Linked DNA regions of Mus musculus: region 2 is linked to region 1. Evidence: chromatin contacts called from public Hi-C data. All regions are on one chromosome and are shown on one strand. The core of a region is the stretch at or near the end of the contact, and the rest is flanking DNA. Distances in the headings are between cores, read along the strand shown. Region 1 holds the start of Gpam (glycerol-3-phosphate acyltransferase, mitochondrial). Region 2 holds the start of Tcf7l2 (transcription factor 7 like 2, T cell specific, HMG box).

The links. Hi-C and Micro-C count contacts between places; a contact is called where the count stands out from the background.
Region 2: a contact with region 1 is called in a Hi-C map of uterus, with 3 times the contacts expected there. The contact joins the promoter of Tcf7l2 here to the promoter of Gpam in region 1.

The regions. Positions count from the first base shown.
Region 1 is chr19:55,097,359-55,102,455 of GRCm38.p6, reverse strand. Gpam (glycerol-3-phosphate acyltransferase, mitochondrial) reads left to right here and starts at 2,979. Exons shown (of 21, transcript NM_008149.4): 1 at 2,979-3,127; 2 at 4,829-4,959. The coding sequence starts at 4,858. Gm31356 (a long non-coding RNA gene) reads right to left here and starts at 2,913. Exons shown (of 3, transcript XR_001782666.2): 1 at 2,824-2,913.
Region 2 is chr19:55,739,163-55,744,259 of GRCm38.p6, reverse strand. It overlaps Tcf7l2 (transcription factor 7 like 2, T cell specific, HMG box), which reads right to left and starts at 2,450. Exons shown (of 15, transcript NM_001331146.1): 1 at 1,730-2,450; 2 at 1,418-1,484; 3 at 1,063-1,187. The coding sequence starts at 1,918. Gm31734 (predicted gene, 31734) reads left to right here and starts at 1,057. Exons shown (of 3, transcript NR_168128.1): 1 at 1,057-1,098; 2 at 1,668-2,051; 3 at 3,570-4,655.

The DNA of each region.
Region 1 (5,097 bases), core at 1,730-4,229:
TATATATGCTATTAACTGCACAGTATATTGTTTTTATTTTTGTTGTAAGCAGTCTGCTATCTTTTAAAGGTAATTTTAATAAAAAAATACTTTGGGGGTCCTTAAGATCCTGTAACTCCTTTGTGTAGGTTCAGATTTCAATATATAGCATTTTGTTGTTTCTTTGGAAGTCAGTGACATATCTTACAGCCTAGGTCTTCCAGACATGAATTCTTTCAGTGTTTATCTTTCTCCTCCCTCCAGGGACACCAATCACATGCACCCACCCAAGTCCCCTGATGCCGTCCCTGTTCATTATTTACTTCTGGTTCCCCAGTGCTGTGTTCCACATAGCTCTGACACGATGTTTTAAAGTAATTTATTTTACTTTTTGGTAACATTTAACCTGCTGTGAATTCATCACAGGTGTGTATGTATGTGTTTATATGTTTACAAAAATCCCAATGCTTTTATAAGGTTTGTGACTTTGATTTGGATTTCTAAGATGGGGTCTCTTGTGGCCCAGCTGGCATTAAATTCACCGTATGGTGGAGGGTGGCTTTGAACTTCTGACTCTCTGCCTCTTCTGTGCTGGTATTCAAGGTCTGTTCTGTATCACCACACCTCCTTTTATGTGGTGGTAGAGACAGGGTGCACGACTTCACGCATGCCACCTTGGCAAGCCACATACCAGCTGAGCCACATCCTCTCCCGGTCTAGATCTGGCTGAATCTTTTTTCCATGTCTCTCTTCTACTTGCTGTTAACTCTGCTAGCTCTAGCATTCTTGATTCATGGGTTTCTCCATTTCTGCTGTGCATCACTCTTTCCTGTTTTCTTTTTTCTTTTCTTTTTGCATGCCTGCCTACAATCTCAATTTGAAACACTGAGAATCTCACTTTGTGAGGAACAGGATATTTTAAATTTTGTTCCCTGTAAGCATCCTCATGCTTTATTCTTGGGTACTTTGGTGGTCTTTTGTTTGTATGCTTGTTTTTGAAATTGTCCAAGGGGTAGGGGTGGCACTGGGTTTTTAGGGTTGTTAAATATGACCATAATATGACTTTATTGTAGGGCTATTTTTGCTCTGCTACTGAGGTGAGATCATTTATGTCATAAATAATGAGGTTTCTAGAGTCTTTGAAGATCAGGCATTTTAAGCATCCTTTATGACCACCGAGAATCTTTTAGCTATGACTTGTAGATCCAAGAGCAGTCCCCATATTGTGCTAGCCACAGTGAGTGTTCTTCTTCACTTCATGTTTATGTGTTCTTCTTCCCTGAACCTGTGTCTGCAGGTCTCCATGGCTTCTTTTGCCACATAGCTTTCTCCTCTCTGGTACTCTGATGTTGCTCCTGCTTTGACACCCATAGTCTCTCAATTCTATCTCCTCATTTCAGTCTACCTAAACCTGGCTGAATTCCTTCTTTCTGTACTGAAGCCTGATAACTCTCTCTAGGTGATAAGCCAAAGCAAGTACAGGGTTCAGCTCATTGTGTGCCTCCCCTTGGACTGTCGACCTAAGGTACAGAATGTCTGATTCTTGAATGTCACTGTTTTATACTGCCTGTTTGGTTTTTCTTGTATTAAATAAGACAGCAAATTCTCCCCTGTTGCTCCATCTTGACTGGCTAGACTGGTTACTATAAATCACTCTGCTGATAAAATAAATTGCTTAGGGTGCCACCTGTTTCCAAAACAATTTTCATTATGTAACCAGAACTTAGCACGGCAAACCCACATTCACATGCACAGCCACTCTTGTGCAAGAAGAGTCACTATGACTGAGTTTTATGTAAGACACACTTTCCATATGGCTTACATTTTAGAATTTCTTTGTCAGTCTAATTCATTTCTCTTATCTTCTTTATCAATCTAAAGTTTTTCTTCATGCTTTCCTTCCATGCCTGTTTTGTTGTTAGGGCCCCTGTATCCTGTGCACAAAATTTCACAATGTTTTGGGATAAGAAATTACTCTTTGTAGCCAATATACACTCCTTGAGAGCCTTAGTGAAGTATGTTTGTTTTTTTTTTTTGCTAAGGTACATGTGAGGCTAAATCAAGGCAGGGTCCTTGATGAATGGCCACTTCTACTCTCTGGGGTTGTTTCCCAGAAGAGAATATTTGCTTTGTAGGATGGGTTTATAAAGAGAAGTGGAAAGTTCAAGCTAAGGAAATCTAGTTTTTCTTGTTGTGCCTCAGCTCCCAGTATTTACTGGGTGCTTATTATAACATATTAATTAGGACCCTGATGTAAGGCACTGTCGCTGCCATGGGTTTGCAGTCTGACACCGATGGATGAGGACCTGAGACATGGTGCTCTGGTTAATCTTTGAGATGTCGCAGGAGGCTGTGATAATGGAGGAATGGGGTGGAAGGGAAGGCTTGGAGAAGCAGTTCTGGGACTACAGAGTGCTGGGATGAGAGGCAGAAGCACAACAGGAGAGGGACAGCATCTCCGGGCCACAGCAGGGACAACTGCTGGGGACAGAGGGAGAGGAGCGGCCTCTCTGTTTATGTCTGATGTGCTGGGCCCAGGCATTTGGGTTCTAGGGAGCTATGGGCATGTTTTTAGTTATCTTTCAAGCCTTCCTTTGTCTATTCTACATTTTTTTCGCCGTTGCGGGCTCGGTCACTCAGACATTTCACAACGTTGCACTCTGCAGTCCTTGCCTCTTCATTCTTCACAAATTGAGCTTGGTCTCACATACAAAAAGGCAAGATCACGCACAAGTACCTAAACCCACGCAGCCCGAATGCATTCCGCCACAGGACAGGGCCTGGTGCTAGCCTAGGCTAGCTGAGGTCACGCAAGGGAGATGGCAGACAGACAGACAGACCCACCGGCCGATGCACGAAGCATGCAGCTTGGGCAGTGTAGACATCAGGCTCACTCCCCATGCTCTCCGTCCCCACCGTCCCCTTCCTCCAAGCGCCTTACGCTAAGCCTGGCGGCCGGCAGCCCCGACGTCACTGCCGCGCGCCGCCCGCGTCATCGCGGCGCGCCGCTGCAGCAGGCGCAGAGCCGAAGCGCTGGCAGCTGCGTGCGCCCAGGCGCGAGCTGCCGGGCGGGTGGAGAGGAGCGCGGTGCGCTGTGCGCGGTGCGGGCTGCGGCTGCAGACGCCGCTGGGCCGGAGCGCGGGGTCAGGTGCGTGGGTGGGCGCCGCTCTCCCTGGGCCCGCCCGAGGCTTTGCAAGAGTCCGGGGCGGACACCCGGGTTCCCCCTGGAGTGGGCCGGGCTCCCGGATGGGTGGGCACGGTATCGCTCCAGGGACCGGGCTGCAGTGACAGCACCAGCAGGGCTGACATCCCAGCACGCTCCGTCCCGGGGGGCCGGGAGGGAAACCGAGGCAGCGGGGGACTCCGCGAGCAGCTGGCTCCAGGGACCGCCCGCTGACAGCAGCCCCGCGTACCCCACAGTGTCCCGGGCGTGCTATGGAGACCCCTGCCCTCCCTGCAGCCGGACACAGCTGTCGGGTGGCATGCTGCCCATTTTCCAGATGGGAGAAGCAAGGCGTAGTAGTTAACCAACTTGTCCAAATTCACATGCGTGGTGTGCAGACGGGGCCTTGAACTCCAGAGGGGCCCCCTTGCCCCTGCCTGTGGCCCACTGTCAGATTTTGTTTTCTTCCCTGCTCAGCACTGCTGTTTAGAGCCTCTGGGATTCTTTTCTTTTATTCTCCTCCCCTCTCCTGTAAAAAAATCTGGCTTGACCTCAAGTAAACCCTGTGGGGCTGGAGGAGCAAGGCTTGGACGTCTGTTGGCACAAGCCTCCCTTTCCTCCTCCGATCGCCTCATTTCTTTTCTCAGGCTGCAGTGTGCTCCCCCACTCCCGGCCCCCCTCCGTTGTGTGGCCATTCAGAACCGGAAGTTGGTAGGGGGAGGGGGCGTCGAATCTTTATAATAAAGAACTTTTCCCACCAGATGGGGTGCTTTACTGATCTCTGGTGTCAGCTGATTGCTTATGCTGAACGGCTAAGGGCAGATGTTGTTTTGAGGCTAAACAGTTATCGGAGCAAATCCACGTGGGGATTGTAAAGAGTCCAGGTGTTCCTCTTAGAGAACAGTGTTCTCTCACTGAAGGTGGATTTTGATTTTAAGAGAAGAATCTAATGCTGGGGGGCAGGGGGAAGCCAGCAGCTAAAATAATTAAATAAAGATGATATAAGGTTTTTAAAAATTAAAAAAAGCTGCATTCATACATATAAAATGTCTTACCAAGTAAGCTTACGCTGGGGCTGGAGATGTGGCGCAGTGGTTAACAGTCCCGCTGATCTTTCAGAGGATCAGAGTTTGGTCCCAGCACTTGCATCAGGTAGCTCACGACCTAGCTCCAGGGATCTGATGTGCAGTATTGGCCTCCTCCAGCACTCATATGTATATGCCTATACATGCACACACATCCATAAATAAATAATAAAAAAGTTTTTGTCTCTATCCTCCCAGGGATACTCAGTTATTAACAAAAGTGAAATAATTATTCGTTGCAAGCCAGTATTATTACAAGTGCCTTATTTTGAAGTTGTCTTCCTTTTTTTTACAAGTGACTTCTCATGACAGTTTTGCCCAGGAATCTGAAGGCTACAGCTGCTGTATCCTTGTATGTTCGGAAAATACTGGTCTGTGAATGTTGACCTTTGAGGTCAGGGCAGTTTAGCAGACATGTAAACAGATCGGGCCAGATGAGCACTCTACCACCAAGCTATAGCTTTTTGCTGCTACTCACTACACTAGCAATCTGTCAGTTCATGTAATATCTTGTTACTAAGCAGAACTGTGAGGAGATGAGCAGTTTGAGGCCCGGGGTTACTCTCTGGATACTTCCTTGAGTAGTGCTTATTTCTTACAGCACATGGTTTGGGACTTGCACGTTCTGCCATGGAGGAGTCTTCAGTGACAGTTGGCACAATAGACGTTTCTTATCTGCCCAGTTCATCGGAATACAGCCTTGGCCGATGTAAACACACCAGTGAGGACTGGGTAAGTTGACGAGAAGCCTTCATCACAGCCCACTTAAAATGTTTGCAGTGATATCAAGTAGAGATTAATCATCAAAGAAACTGCTTCCGACTCTTAGAAATGGTGTTTTTACAATCTAAGATTTAAAATTTTTGGTAG
Region 2 (5,097 bases), core at 1,201-3,700, 640 kb before region 1:
ACGAGCAGGAACGAATGTCTGCAGTGAGTGCCGGAGGTGCGCCGCAGGGAGCGCCCCGGAGAGCCTGGCACCCCCCGCTGCCCTGGACTCCCCAAAGTTGGGTGGCCGATCCCCAGAAAGGGAGGCATCCCCAAACCTCCTACACCTCCTTGAAAGCGCTCACCCTAGCCTCTGTCCCCGCCCCAGGGGCCCACAGTGAGCTGGTCAGGATAAAGAAGGCCTCCGCACCCCATCCGAAAGCACCGAATTTCCCTTGACACAAAAGTCCACTCAAAAGGCCATCCCGACTACACACAAATCCAGAAGCCCGGCCACACAGGCCTCCCCACCACGCACGGCTCGCAGCTAGCAGCGTGGGGCACCCAAGCCCTGCCGGGTCTGCAGAGAAAAAGCACGCCCAGGGCCCCCGGGCCTGCGAAGGGACCAAGCCTGGCAAGTGTGACCTTCCCTTGGAAGAAGGGGCCAAGAGGCCCTTGAGCCTGCGATCGCCACTAGAAAGCTAAAATGACTGGCTGGGGCCAGAGCCGGGCGCTTCCGTAGGGCCGAGACTGCTCGCTCAGCACGGTGGCTCCTGGAGCCAAAGGCACCGGGAACCCGCGCGGCCCAGCCGGGCCTCCCAGCCAGCAGCTAAGGGGTTAACCTGGGGAAAGCCCAAGACGCACAGAAGAGGGAAGGAAGAGAGGGAGAAGAAAGAGCCACACAGTCCTCTTCCCAGGGACAAGAAACAAACACCACCAGCAAGAGGGGGGAGGGGGAAATCAGAGCTCAAAAAAAAAAAAAATGAAAAAAGAAAAGAGAAAGAAAAATTAAAAGTTCAGATTGGCACCCCAACAGAGCCCTGCCTGAGGAAAAAAAAAAAAAGGCTCCCCGAATCGTGAGGCAAGCACAAGAAAAGCCAGAACATGGCGAAGCGCAAACAAACCCAGTCCACAAAAGGCAGAGAAAAAGTTTGGAGAGTTCGGGCCGCGAGGGGGGGAGGGGAGGGGGGAGGGGCGGGGCGGGGGAGGGGCAGGGCATGCGGGGCCGGCAGGCGGGCAGGGCGGGGAGCGCGGTGGCACTTACGGTTCGGGCGGTGGGCGAGAGCGATCCGTTGGGGAGGTAGGGGCTCGTCAGGTCGGGGATCATGATGAAGGGGTAGCCGGGATACGGTGGCCCCTTAAAGAGCCCTCCATCTTGCCTCTTGGCCGCTAACATGGCGGGGCGGCGGAGGGGACGGCGGCGGCCGCGCGGCGCGGGAGAGAGCGGGAGAAACTTTTTAGCAAGTGTCCCCCCGAGGGCCCGCGCGCGTCCCCGGGGCCCGGCCGGCGCGGGAACTCGGGTAGGGTGGGTGGGGAGTGGGGCGAGGGCACCCGCCAGGCCGACCCCGGGGAGGGGGAACGCAACCGCGCGGTTTTGGGGGCGCGCGGGGCGCACTCACCTTCTTCCAAACTTTCCCGGGATTTATCTCGGAAACTTTCGGAGCGAGGCGGAGGCCGTCTTTCCGCCTTCCCGGAGGGGCGAGGTGGGGAGGGCGAGGGGCGATAGCCGCGCCGAGGGGGTGCGGGAAGGGAGGGTCGGCGGAGAAAGGGGTGCAGAAAAACACGGTTACAAGTTTTCGCAGCCAGCAGCCCGGGCCACCGTCCGCGCCGCCCGCAAGCCCGACCCGCCTCGCCTCGCTCGCCTTCCAGCCCCGCTCTCCCGGCCCTGGAACCGGCTGGAGCCACCCGCCAGCCCGAGGGGCTCTTCCTACCTCGGAATCGGAGGAGCTGTTTTGATTCGTCTCTGATTCATTGACCAGCGAGGACTTGACATCGGCTAAATCCCTTTCCGCCGAGGAGTTTTCCGAGTTCTTCTCCTCCTGCTCGCCTTCGTCTTTGAAGGAGATCAGCTCGTCGTTAGCGCCTAGGTCATCTCCTCCACCGCCGTTCAGCTGCGGCATTTTTCACCCACCAGCAGCAGCAATTTTGGAAGAAAAATGAAGGAGGAAAAAAAGCAAAAAAAAAAAAAAAAAAAAAAAAAAAGTTTTGCGAGTCCCCCCCAAAAAAATACTGCAAGAAAAAGACGAGTCCAAGGTTAACTTTTTTTTTTCCTGCTTTGGGGTCTTTCTCTCCTGGGGAGGGGAAAAGAGGGAGGAGGGGAGGGGAAGGGGGGAGATCTTCTGCACGCGTGAGTTTGGGTTTCTTTTTTTCTCTCGTTCCCAAGGATCCGATCAATGTGCAAAAAAAAAAAATAATAATAAATAAAAAAGGGGGTAAAAAAAACAACAACAACAACAAGAAGAAGTCAGATATAAGAGCAAAGGGGGGGGAAGCCGAAGACACCGAAGGATCTCGTGCCGCTCGGATTTGAGTGAGTTGAAGTTAGACTGAGCTTTTCAGTTCAAAGGCGGCGCTGATTGACAGATAGAAAAAGGGGGATCGAAATCCGGAGGAACGGAGTAGTCTGGGAGCGGAGATTATTGACAGGGCGAGAGGAACACACTCGCCTTAATGAGATGCCAGGGGGCGGGGCCTCCCCGGTGACGTGTGCATAAATAAACAGCCGGGGTGGGCGGGGCGGGGGCGGCCAACAATGATCCTTTGGGCGCCGGGAGAGGGAGCGGGGCGGGCCGGGGCCGCGGGAGGCGCGCGGGGTGCGGCCTGTGCTCAGCGTGCGAGCCGGGCGCCCGGACGGTGCGGGCCTCGCTCCTGGAGGGGGCGGGTTCCGAAAGACAATGCGGACCGGGAGAGGAGGGGAAGGGGGTGGCAACCCAGTCCGGAATCTGAGCCGGGGAAGGCGGAAGGAAAGCCCACTTGGGGGGCGGGGATGGGGAGAGGCCCAGAAAAAGTGTTAGCCAAGAAGTCCTGAAGATGGGGTCCAGGAGGGGAGGACTATGGGACACAAGGACGGGGTGCTCAGTGGTTAAGTCCCCGATGAAGTCGGCCGCACTGGGGCGGGAAAAGACACGACTGGTCCAAAAGAAGGCTTACCTCTCTTGCTCTGAGAGAACCAGGGGAAGCAGAGAGGCTGGGCCATCTACAGGGAGGGTAAGGCTCCCCTCCCTTGGCTTGTTTAATGACAGTGAATCATGTCATTCAATGTAAAGTCCCACTAGGTTAAATATGCCAAGAAGGCGTTTTATCCAAGAAAACAAATTGTCTGGGGTATTAAAAATATCCTTAAGGAAAATGTAAAGGTTTTTTTTTTATTTTTTTAACTGACGTTGGAAGTAGGAAGTGATGTAGGATCCAAGTCCTTTGGAGGTGAAATGTTTGGGCGTTAACAGCTGCAGGGAAAAATAAAAGTGAAAGTTCACCAAGCCCTGGGGATGAGTAGAGCTGGAGTTTTTCTCCAAAGGGGACTGAGATGAAATGCCCTAAGGCTCTAGATGCTGAGGGCCCTGACAGGAGAAAGTCACCAAAGCTGGCCCAGAAGCCCTTGGGAAGAGGTGGGCAGCCTGGGAGTTGAGATGGGTGTTTGTTGGTTATTAGGCTCCAGTGAGGGCAAACCGATTTGCTATGAGGTGGTGGAGAAAATTATGTTAAAGGAGAAAGGTGGATCCCCAAACCGTGTTTCTGTCTGGTAGACTCAGAAGAGCCTTTCCCTTGCAGATAACCAATGAGAAGTGGACTGGGACGTCCAACGGGCAAGAGGAAGCAAAGAAAAAAGAAATCAGAAAGAATGAGTCAGTGGGGACTGGCAACTGCCATTAGGTGTGATGTTATCCTGAGGTCCACCACGTATTAAATTAACCCACCCTCCCCTTTAATAAGCTCATCTGTTGTAGATTTCCAAAAGTAACCAATTTACTGTGTAATATTTAGAGAATTTGGGGTTTCAACAAAACTGTTCTACAGGCTAAGGCCTCAGAAAGAAGACAACGGAAAACAACGATCCTGAGATTCACAAGGCTAACGAATTCCCCTGCACTGGGAAAAAAAAAAATCCCAAGCACATTTGCACACTAAAGGGAAAGATGCAGACAAAATAAGGATGGGGTGGGCGAGGCGGGTGAGAATCACAGTCCCACCTCCCAACTTTCATATTCATCAGAAAACCAGAAGTGGAGGGAGAGAGAAAGAGCCTGGAAAAAAAAAAAAAAGCAAAACAAATGTGTACATTTCATCGGACGGCTTGCATGGGACACAAAGCAGAGGGCTAATTAGTCTCAGCAGGTAGGACTAACCTTCAGACTTCATAAATAAATAAGACAGCGCAGTATCTAAGAGGGAGAGCAGAGACAGAAAGGGGAATATTTCAAGACACCAAGTAAAAACACGAAGCATGAAATGCAGCCCAGTCTTGAATCAGTGCACAAACGACTGAGCTGTCCCCTTCCTGGGCCTCCCCTGGATGCCTTTAGATTACTACACATCTAGCCCGACATCTAGCTGTTTAGCTAGGTATGTAATCAAGCTGGCAGCTTTACACACTTGCTAATTGCCACCTGAATACATCTTGTACCCAAGCTGGTCTCTGCACAATATAGACTATGCCAAGGCCTGTTTCAGGGGCTTGTTGACATAAATGAGAGCCCTTTCATAGTAACTGTTTTATAACCAATTCTTTGTCCTGCAGGATGGGTTTGGATTCTGTTTGTATTTTACTTTAACCCTGATCTTCATCAAGTTGAATAATAGGGTCTTCTGTGTTCCTTAGGGGTCTGGTTGTGCAATAAAAACTTATGAATATACTAAGTCAAAACTGTTAAAGCATCGCTCTTATGAGCATACTGCGTTTTATCACGTGCAAACAGGATGCTAAGGGCTCTTGTTAGTGACCAATGCCATCATCTAGTTTGACATAGCCTTATTTTCTCATTCAAAGGGAACCTTTGAATCTTCCCTTAAATCTCCCAACTTAATTAAGCAACTAAAAGTTATTCCTTGACAGCCTATAGGCCACATTTAATTTCATTGTTTGGTGCTATAAAAAAGGCCTGGGGAGAGAAAGCAGAAAGTTCTCACTGACTTCTTAGTCCCTGTTGTGGCCTGTGGTGGTATCCAGATGGGTAGGGAAAGAGGAGAGAGCAAGGAATGCCACTGCAGGAAGCAAGATAAATGTGATGTGATGTGATGTGATGTGATGTGATGTGATGTGATGTGATGTGATGTGATGTGATGTGATGTGATGTGATGT